2 separate regions of the Gossypium hirsutum genome follow, and region 1 is linked to region 2. Evidence: chromatin contacts called from public Hi-C data. All regions are on one chromosome and are shown on one strand. Each heading gives the region's core, a stretch centred on a gene start, on an enhancer-like site or on the middle of the called end of the contact. The rest is flanking DNA. Distances are from core to core; before and after follow the strand shown.

Region 1 (4,596 bases), core at 1,017-3,516, 790 kb before region 2:
AGAAAAACTCAACGTGCAGATCAAAGAACAAAGAGATTTAAGGGCTAATGGGGGTTGATCATTCATCATTGCATGATCAACTTGCCGTCACTCTCCTTCCCCTTCTGTTGTGGCTGAAGACATGTAACTCATAGCAAGTGAGGTCTCATCATCTGGACCAGCAGCTGTTGATGTTTGGAACTGATGCTTGCAAGTTTGACAAGTGATCTGCATGATTGTAGCACTTATCTTCTTTGTGGCTTGATCTTTCAAGGCTTGAGCTTTCTCCAGTTCACCTTGCGCTTGTTGCCTTATCCTCTTTGCACTAGCGAACTCAAGCTCAGCCATCTCGATCTGTCTCTTAGCTTCTTGTCTAGCCTTTTCGGCGTAGGCCTTCTCGGCCATGGCCAACTTTAGCTGCCCACTTGCGAACTCTTTCAACCTACTAGCTTCCAATGTCGTTTTACTTGCATTCTTTTCGCCACCGTCGTTGGACCCTATCGATAGCTTCAAATGAGTAGCGTACTCCTCATCTGAATCCCTCGAGTTAGCGGTTGATGAAGGTAGAAGTTGAAGTTCAAGATTGTGTTGCAGATGTTGGCGCTGATGGTCTGAACCAGACACACGCTTGTACAAGAAAACAGGCTCCGTTGATTTTGTAATCGGCAATCCATGCAATGGGGCGATGCTAAAGTTGGCATCGCTTGAAGGACTAGTGCTTGAAGCCGTCCGAGAGGAGCAGGCTGCTGCAGGTTGCAGCTGCGCCTGCAACTCAGGTTGAACTCGTCGAGTGGTGCAAGCATCTTGGTGTTCAATGAAACTCTCCACCCTGAAACGACACAGATTAGATGAGAATTTGGACTGTTCCAGGTTTTTTTTTTTAAATAATCAAGTTTGGATTAAACAAACTAAGTCAAGGAAGCAACCAAGTCCTCTTCATGTAGGGTTAACGAGGAACAAAGCAATATAAAATTGATTTTAGTTAACTATAGGTCGGATTATGAGACTAGGTTTCCTGTATGAAAATACTAATTAAAAAATGAACTGGGGTCTGAATTCTAGTGTCTGTAAACAACTATTTTGCGTGTAATTGGGTTTTAATTAAGTAAACAAACAAAAACATGTTATGGGGAATAGGGAAGAGGAAATCATTCTTGGATTTTGAGGGTATTTTTAGGGTTTGAATGTGGAAAAAAAATTGAGAGGAAAGAGGAAAGAGAAGGAGGTTGTATTTTTGGGGGTATGAAGAAGTGAAGTGAGAGTGACCTGGAAAAGACACGGCCACAGTCACAAGAATGGCCCCGGGTGCCACAAGTCTTGAGATGAGCCTTGTAATCAGACTGAACAGCGTAACCTTTAGAGCATTTCTCGCAAACCCACTGTTTCTGATTGCTGTGTTTCCGCCGGAAATGTTTCTTGATGCCAACCAGATCACCTAAAGCATGGCAAGGGTCATGATGCAAGCAGGTTGGCTCGGGGCAAACGAACACCCTCTTCTTCACCTCTTGTGATTCCCTTTTCAGCAGCTTCCATGGCACCTTATGCCTTCTCCTATGCATTTGCAGGTTCTGGTCTCTTTGAAACCCTTGGTTGCAGATCTCACAAACATATCTATCCGATTCCAGCAACGTTTTCGGAGATAAAGAAACCACCTCTGCATTAGGATCTACAAACACAAAATCAATTCAATTATGAACAAAACAAAAAACAAAAGAATAGGGTATTTAACTAATGAATTAAAACATATAAGCTAGTACAACCTGGCGTGCCTGCTGGCTTTCTTTTTCTTTTATGGGTGGCCCCATTTTCCAAAGGAGTGAGGGGATCAGAGGAGGAAGATGGAAGGGGTGCAGCAGAAATTGAAGAGTTGTCTAACATAGTGATGGTTTGCAGTTCACTATATGTGTGGTGTGGGTGATGGAGTTTGAAGTGAAAAAACAAATCAATCAATCTTGCTTTAGCTGTACAGGTGGTGGAGGGCTTGGCTTGGAGTAGCTAGTGGGGGAGAGGAAATTCAGCTTTACTGATAATACTACACAAAGGAAAATGGGGATCAGAGAGAGAGGGAAGGGAACATGGAGAAGAAGAAAAAGCTATTGCTTTCTGCCATCAACTTTCTTTCTTTTAAGCTTTATTTAAAAAAAGTTTTCTTGGTTTTGCTGTTTCAATTAGACCCCCACCATGAACAGGTAAGGTTGAGCAAGTCTTACTTATAAAGCTCCTTTGAATGAGAGAGAGGAGGAGAGGGGGCTGATTCAATCACAAATGCTTGTGTTTTGGGAGCCCACACCCACATAACAACACACAGGCATTTGGACAGGAACAAAAAAACATCCTCACAACAAAACAAACTGTCATTATTCAATCACACAGTAATTTGCATGAATTTATTTCTTTATTATTCATATATTATTCCTATTTGTATATATGAATAGTAACTGCAGGCCACACCACCCTTCCATTTCCACCTGACCTCTTTTTTTTTTTTTTTCATTTCCCTTTTGTGAGAAAAAGTTGAGATGTAAATCTTGGGGGGAGGGGTGAAAATGGATTATTTGTTTGATTAAGCAAAATGTGAACTAAAACCCTAAATTAGTACTGTTTTCTTTCAGTTTTTCTAAAGATGAGGGAAACAAGATTTGTCACTTTCAAGAAGGTTGAAATCATTTCTATAAGAGATTTTTTTTTTCTTTCTTTTTCTTTTAGTTATTTAAAATCTCCTCCCCCATCCTTCAAAATTTGCCCTATTCCTCATTATGTAACTCTTTCTCCAATAAAGAAAAAGGGATATTGGAACCCTAATAATTCTATTTGCCAGAAAGTTACTGTTATATCACTCAGCTAATGAGTTCAAAAAAGTTATTGTGGTAGATACTGATTTTGGCTATACATATAAAAAAAAGTTGAAAAAATAAAGTTTTGAATGAAAAATATTTGAGCTAAAGATAGAATTAGAGTGATGAAATTCAACTCAATTGAAGAACCTATCTACATTGTGATATTATTTTATTTTGATATATTATATATAAGATCATATTGACTGTATATGAAATAGGTTTGCATGGGTTCCAACAAACACTCGTATCCTTTTATCATAAAACATCGTTAATTATCATCATGGAATTGTGTAAACCCTATAGAGGTTTAAATAATATATCGATAAATATTAACAGAATCTTTTTACCACCCCACTTATTCAATCAACATTTTAATTCAATTATCAAATAACTAAATTTTTAGTAGAATCAACTTCTATATTTTTATTTTAATCATTTAAAACAATTCACTTATAACCAGAGGCAAAATTTGAAATTTTTTTAAGGGACTAAAATTAAATTGTAATTTTTGTGATAGTAAAAATACAATTTTACCATTTTAATAGCCTATATCTTTATAATTTTTAAATGATTAAATCAAAATTTTATCATTTTAAGGGGTTAAAGTATAATTTTACTTTTACTAATTTAAAATTTTAAAGGGCCTAAATGAAAAGTTTTCCATGTTGAGGAGATGGGGGCTCCTGCCATCCCCACACAGTAAGAATAGTTATGAAGTACATTTCTCTTATTAAATTACTTCTTTATAACAACATATTATTTAAAAATTTAAGTAAAATTATAATTTTTAGCATATAAACAAGTCTATTAATTATATTTATTAATAAAAATGATTTTAATTAAAATATTATTACAATAAAAAAATTAAATTTTACATGAAAAAATCTATTAATTATATTTTATTAAATAAAAATGATCTTCAATGAGTGAAATTAAAAATATTAATTCAATAAACTATTAAGTTTTTTAATTAAATATTTTACAATAAATTTAGAATATCATAAACTTATAAATTGATCTCATGTATATATTTTTTAAAGGTAGATAAGTTATACTAATTAATTGAACTCGTTAGTTTTATGAACTTCATAATTAATTATGTGAAAGAATGTAAAATAAAATATACATAAAAGTAATAATTTTGCACATGCTATACACATTTTAGTTTTGTTTGATTTGATTCTCACTTTATTTCTATTTTGAACATAATTCTCACTTATTTTATATGGTATGATATGGTAAGTTTAAAATAATTATCTGTTTATAACAACATGTTATTATAAGTATATAACAGACAGAACTTTAAGAAATAAACATAGATGTTATAGAAAAATTGATAGTAATAATTTGTATTATATGAATTTTGATGGTAATACTAATATTTGCATCTGTGTTATTACTGTATCTGAAATTATTAGATCTATAGTAGCTACCTTTAATCACTGGCTTAAAGCAGCTACATAGGATAGAGACATGTTATTAATAAGAGTTGTGCCAAAATATATAGTGTTTTTAATGCATTTTTAAAAACTAATTAATAATATTTAGTTTTAAACATTAATTAGGTTTTCTAATTTTGAAATTGAAGGCTCTATTATTAGTATATTAAATAGTTATCATATCATACTGGATGTAATCTATTCATAATTTTTGTGGTGATAAATAAAAATGTTAATTATTTATTTAGAAAAATGCTTGTTATAAGAACCAGAGCTGCTCATCATTTTAAACTTTTCTCGTCGGCATGATGGAGACATTTGTTCGCTATCTTTTTAACCAA
Region 2 (4,894 bases), core at 945-3,444:
ATAATACCATATTGAACTTATTTAATCATCACATTATTCAATCAGCCCAAAAACACATTATGGCAAAATTTACATTTTTTATCCTAACTTTTCAACTTTTTAACAATTTAGTTCTTAGGCTTGTAAAATGAATTTCTTTCAATATCTTCACAACCCAAGCCTAGCTGAATGTTTTTTATACTCATAACAGCCCACAATTTTCGTTTATTCATACTTTTCTACACATTTTATAGACTTTTACAAATAAGTCCCTATTTGACTTTTTACCTAAAATCACTTTACAAAAGTCATTTAACAAACATCAAACATGCATTTTCTACCATCAAACATCAAAATACAAGCATATTCAACATGTTTAAAATTTTAGACTTTAATTTTCTTTCAAATTAGTCCTTGAAATAGCTAAATCAAGTTACAACGATCTCAAAAATATAAAAATCGTTAAAAACGAGACAAGAACGGACTTACAATCGAGATTGAAAGCTTGGCCAAACCTAGCTATGTCTCCTCTTCTAATTTTCGGCTATGGGGGAATAAATTGAAGAAGATGACATCATTTATTTAGTTATTTTGCCTTTATTTACCAAGTTACCTATTTACCCCTCACTTAAACTTTGAAATTTTACCTACTCTATTTCCATTTTTGTCCATCCTAGAGTATAATGGTCTAATTACCATTTAAGGCCTCTAATTTATAATTTCATAACAATTTACTACCTTTAGCCTATAGAACTCAAATTTTGCACCTATTGCAATTTAGTCCTTCTAGTCAAATTGAGTACTCAATCGCTAAAATTTTTTAATGAAATTTTCACACAATTATTCTATTATGCTATAGACCTTAAAGAAACAGTAAAATAAATATTTTTGCTTCGGATTTGTGGTCTCGAAACCACTGTTTTGATTTGACCCAAAAACGGGCTATTACAAGTATGGAATGTTAATTTTTTTTAGGTGCCTTGGAGGGCATATTGGATCATTTTGAATATAATGTTATGTTTGAATTTGAATTTTTCATTGAGGTGCCAATTGTGGCATATTGGTTAGACACTTAGGATGATTGTTAGAAGTGATATTTGTGGTATGCCTTGGTTGATGTTTTTTAGGTCTATAATTATATCTATGGTTACCATTTGAGCTTTAGGTGTTTTGGGCATGAAATGGACATTTTAAATATTGGTCTTTACCATTTCTAAACTTAAGTATCGATATTTTGGCATTTGGTATTGATACTTGATCATATGAACAATTTTAAAACAAATAGAATGCTAGAATGGTATTAGTATTTTTTCATAAAATATCAATACCAGAAAATAATGTCGATACCCTTATTTCGCATAACAAACAAAATCGTGATTTTGTATCGGTATTTAATATGATATCAATACCCATTCATTACATATCAATATCAACTTTAAAAGTTTAAAATTTTAAAATTTTACAATTGAATCCTATTTCATGCTTGAATTACACAATTCAGTCCTTGCAAACTTTAAATTATTAAATTTCATAATATGTGAATGGAATTTATATAAATTGCATATAATTTTTTGTATTTGCTTGTAACATCTTATTACTAGGGTTCGATGATCGGACCAGGTAAGAGATGTTACAAATTTCACCCATCCGTGCATGTATTATACCCTTAGATTTCTAGATGACCTTTTAGCTAGGATGTTGGCCTTTTCTTTCTCGTGATGTAGTAGGCAGTTGACTTAAGCTGGAAATGAGTAATGTGTATTCTATCAAATAAATTAATATTATTTAACCATTTAAAAAGATTTCACATGTTAATCAACTAAAAATTTGATTGAATTTCACCCTTTTAATCTTTGATCAAAATCTCCAATGCAAGTAGATTATGGTACATTCAAAATATTAGTGAAAAATTTTATAAAAAAAATGAGATAATACTAAATGTTTCTTGATTGAAATAGTAAAAATAAAATTTTAAAAATTATGTTTTTAGTTCAAATCTGTATAGATTTTTTTTAGATTTATCAAAAGATATAAATACTATTGATTAGTTTATAAAATGAATAAATTTTAAAACTTGATTGATGACATTTGATGGGGATTATAAATTATATAGATAAAAAGAAAAAGAGAAGGGAAGGCAGATATTGATAGAAATCTATTGACTATCTTTGTTTTCCATTGTTATAAAATCACATATTTGTCCACATACAAAATGTAGAAAAGAGATATAACAAGTTTTCCTTTTTGTTTGTTTGTTCAAAGGCATATGGCCTACACTCATCCAATAACTTTTTTAGATTATATTTATCTCTAATTAAAATGATTTTATTTATAATTTTCTTTTGATGTTTTTATATTATTTTTAAAAAAGTGAAATTCCTGATATATATAAATCCCCTTTGATAGATACACATTTTTAGGTCTTTCCCATTCTCTCTCTTGATTTTTTTGGGCTTTCTTTTCTCTCTCTTTCTCTTTCGTAGTTTATTTTTTTGCCTTCGCAGGTTTCTCTCTCCTCTCTCTTTCTCTCTCCAGAAAGGGCAAACCCTAAAGAGTCGTTTACACCCCCTCTAAGTAAGTTTTCTCTCTCCTCTCACTTTCCTTTCCCCTCTTTTCTCTTTCTTTGCTTTCTCTTTCTAACAGTTTTTGAATATATGGGTCCTTCCATGCTTATTCTTTGTACTATTAAAACTTTTCATATGTATTTTCATTTATTTATTTGTTTGTCTGTTTGTTTGTTCGAGCTCTGGAGGTGAAATTTATGAAAGGAGATCTAAAGGATGTTATAAAGTTTCCATTTTGAAAGCCCTGATACTGCCATAAAAGAAAAACCCAAACTTTATTTTTTTTTCCTTTTTCAAGATTTTGTTTTTGGTCTATAATAGTAGATCTGATTATGGATTACGATGCGTGCAAAGATTGGACTTTGGGGAAATGTGGGGAATTGGAAATTATTTTGAATCTCAAATTTTCCATCTTTCTGTTTGGTATCTTTAAATTTCTATTTCTGCTGCTTTGGGGATCTTAGATTTTTCCAAATCTGCTATATACATATTTACTGTGGATTTAGATCTTTCGTTTCCATATCATGGATCTGCGATACTGTGAAGGCCGCTCATTGGGGGCTTTTTTCAATTTCCTCCCAATTGAGAGTTAGAAAATGTAACATATTTGCCCCTTTTTGTTTTCTTGGGAATCAAACGGATTGTTAGTCATTCTTTGAATTTTGAATGTTGGTTCTTGTCTGATCTTTTATTTGCTTTCATATGTATTTTGATGTGGCTGAATCTTGCTTCATTCATGTAAATGTGTTAGATTGCTTATTTGAAACATTGTTTTTTGTTTGAATGTCTGTCTTTAATGGTGTTATGTTTTTTTCATGGTCTTTGTGGGTTCTTTAATGGGAATGTTAAGCAGGATTTGAATGGCATTTATGGAATAATGTGAATCATGTTAAAAGTTTAATCATTTTGTTCTTGTTGTTGGTGGCTATGTATAGCTTCATGGATGACGATGCGTTGAACATGCGTAATTGGGGTTACTATGAGCCATCCTTTAAAGGACATCTTGGTCTGCAGCTTATGTCAAGCATGGCTGAGCGGGACACAAAGTCTTTTATTCCAATGCGCGATCCGAATCTCATGGTTACTCCCAATGCTGCCTTTCACCCACGCGACTGCATTGTTTCGGAGGCTCCTATCCCCATGAATTATGTTAGGGATAGTTGGATTAGCCAGAGAGAAAAGTTTTTTAACATGTTACCGGGTATTTCTCCTAACTACGGCATTCTGCCTGAAACTTCAGCTGCTCATTCGCTGCCAATTTTGCAGCCATCACCCAATTCTTCAACAAGAGATGAGAGGGTGGTTGGCAGAGTTGAAGAGTCACCAGCTACCAAGGAAAGTGTGGAGTTGAAGAAAAGGCAGAGTGAGTCTGCCCCGAAGACGCCAAAGACCAAAAAGCCTAGGAAGCCAAAGGATAATACCAATTCTTCTGTTCAACGTGTGAAGCCAGCAAAGAAGAGTATGGATATTAAAATCAATGGGTACGACATGGATATTTCCGGCATTCCGATCCCGGTTTGCTCATGCACTGGAACCCCTCAGCAATGCTATCGATGGGGCTGTGGCGGTTGGCAATCTGCTTGTTGCACCACAAATGTATCCATGTATCCTTTGCCAATGAGCACCAAGAGGCGTGGTGCGAGGATAGCTGGGCGGAAAATGAGTCAAGGGGCATTCAAAAAGGTCCTGGAGAAACTCGCAGCCGAAAACTATAACTTCAATAACCCAATTGATTTGAGGACTCATTGGGCAAGACATGGTACCAACAAGTTTGTCACTATCAGGTAGAGAGCTAAAAGGATGGTATTGACAGCGGGTCTGCATCGCATGTATATATTTCTCGGCCTCCTGTGGAGATGTTTGTTGCCTGTGTAGTTTCATGAATTTTCTCAGTCATGATTATGTTTTAAACACTTGAACATCATGGTTCTAGCCAACCTTTTTAGTATTTTTCATTCATGCTTCTGCTTAAAGAACTTTTATTTTATTCAGGTCACTGACTTAAATTGTGGATTGAGAGTTTTCATTTGTTGGGTAATCTCATTTCATCCACTCGGCAAGTGTTTATTTTAGACCCAGCAGTTAAATGCTGCCGCTTGTTTTGAACTGATAATATCATTTCATTTTCTTAATGCATTTTTATTGAATTCAAGAAAAGAATATTATACTAATTATGTTTGTATAATATAGATATGTGAAAAATTGTTTTCATCAAAGTTGATGGTCCCATCTAATTCTAGAAGCTAATTAAATCTGGGATTTCAAAAGGGAAATGAACAGCCACATGATCAATGAGTATTAGAGGTAGATTGGAAACTGTAGCTTCTTGATCGGCACTACTGTTGTTTTCA

The links. A called contact is a pair of places that touch in the nucleus more often than the background predicts.
Region 1: a contact with region 2 is called in a Hi-C map of leaf, with 3 times the contacts expected there. The contact joins the promoter of LOC107942331 here to the promoter of LOC107934525 in region 2. A contact is called at or near these places in 4 of 34 Hi-C or Micro-C datasets (all in leaf).

What each region holds. Positions count from the first base shown.
Region 1 is chrA01:74,213,984-74,218,579 of Gossypium_hirsutum_v2.1, reverse strand. LOC107942331 (zinc finger protein SHOOT GRAVITROPISM 5) reads right to left here and starts at 2,266. Exons shown (of 3, transcript XM_016875988.2): 1 at 1,740-2,266; 2 at 1,246-1,645; 3 at 1-808. The coding sequence starts at 1,857. The coding sequence ends at 88.
Region 2 is chrA01:73,427,565-73,432,458 of Gossypium_hirsutum_v2.1, reverse strand. It overlaps LOC107934525 (protein BASIC PENTACYSTEINE2), which reads left to right and starts at 2,194. Exons shown (of 2, transcript XM_016866975.2): 1 at 2,194-2,553; 2 at 3,479-4,534. The coding sequence starts at 3,483. The coding sequence ends at 4,331. It overlaps LOC107934524 (putative clathrin assembly protein At1g25240), which reads right to left. Exons shown (of 1, transcript XM_016866974.2): 1 at 4,706-4,894.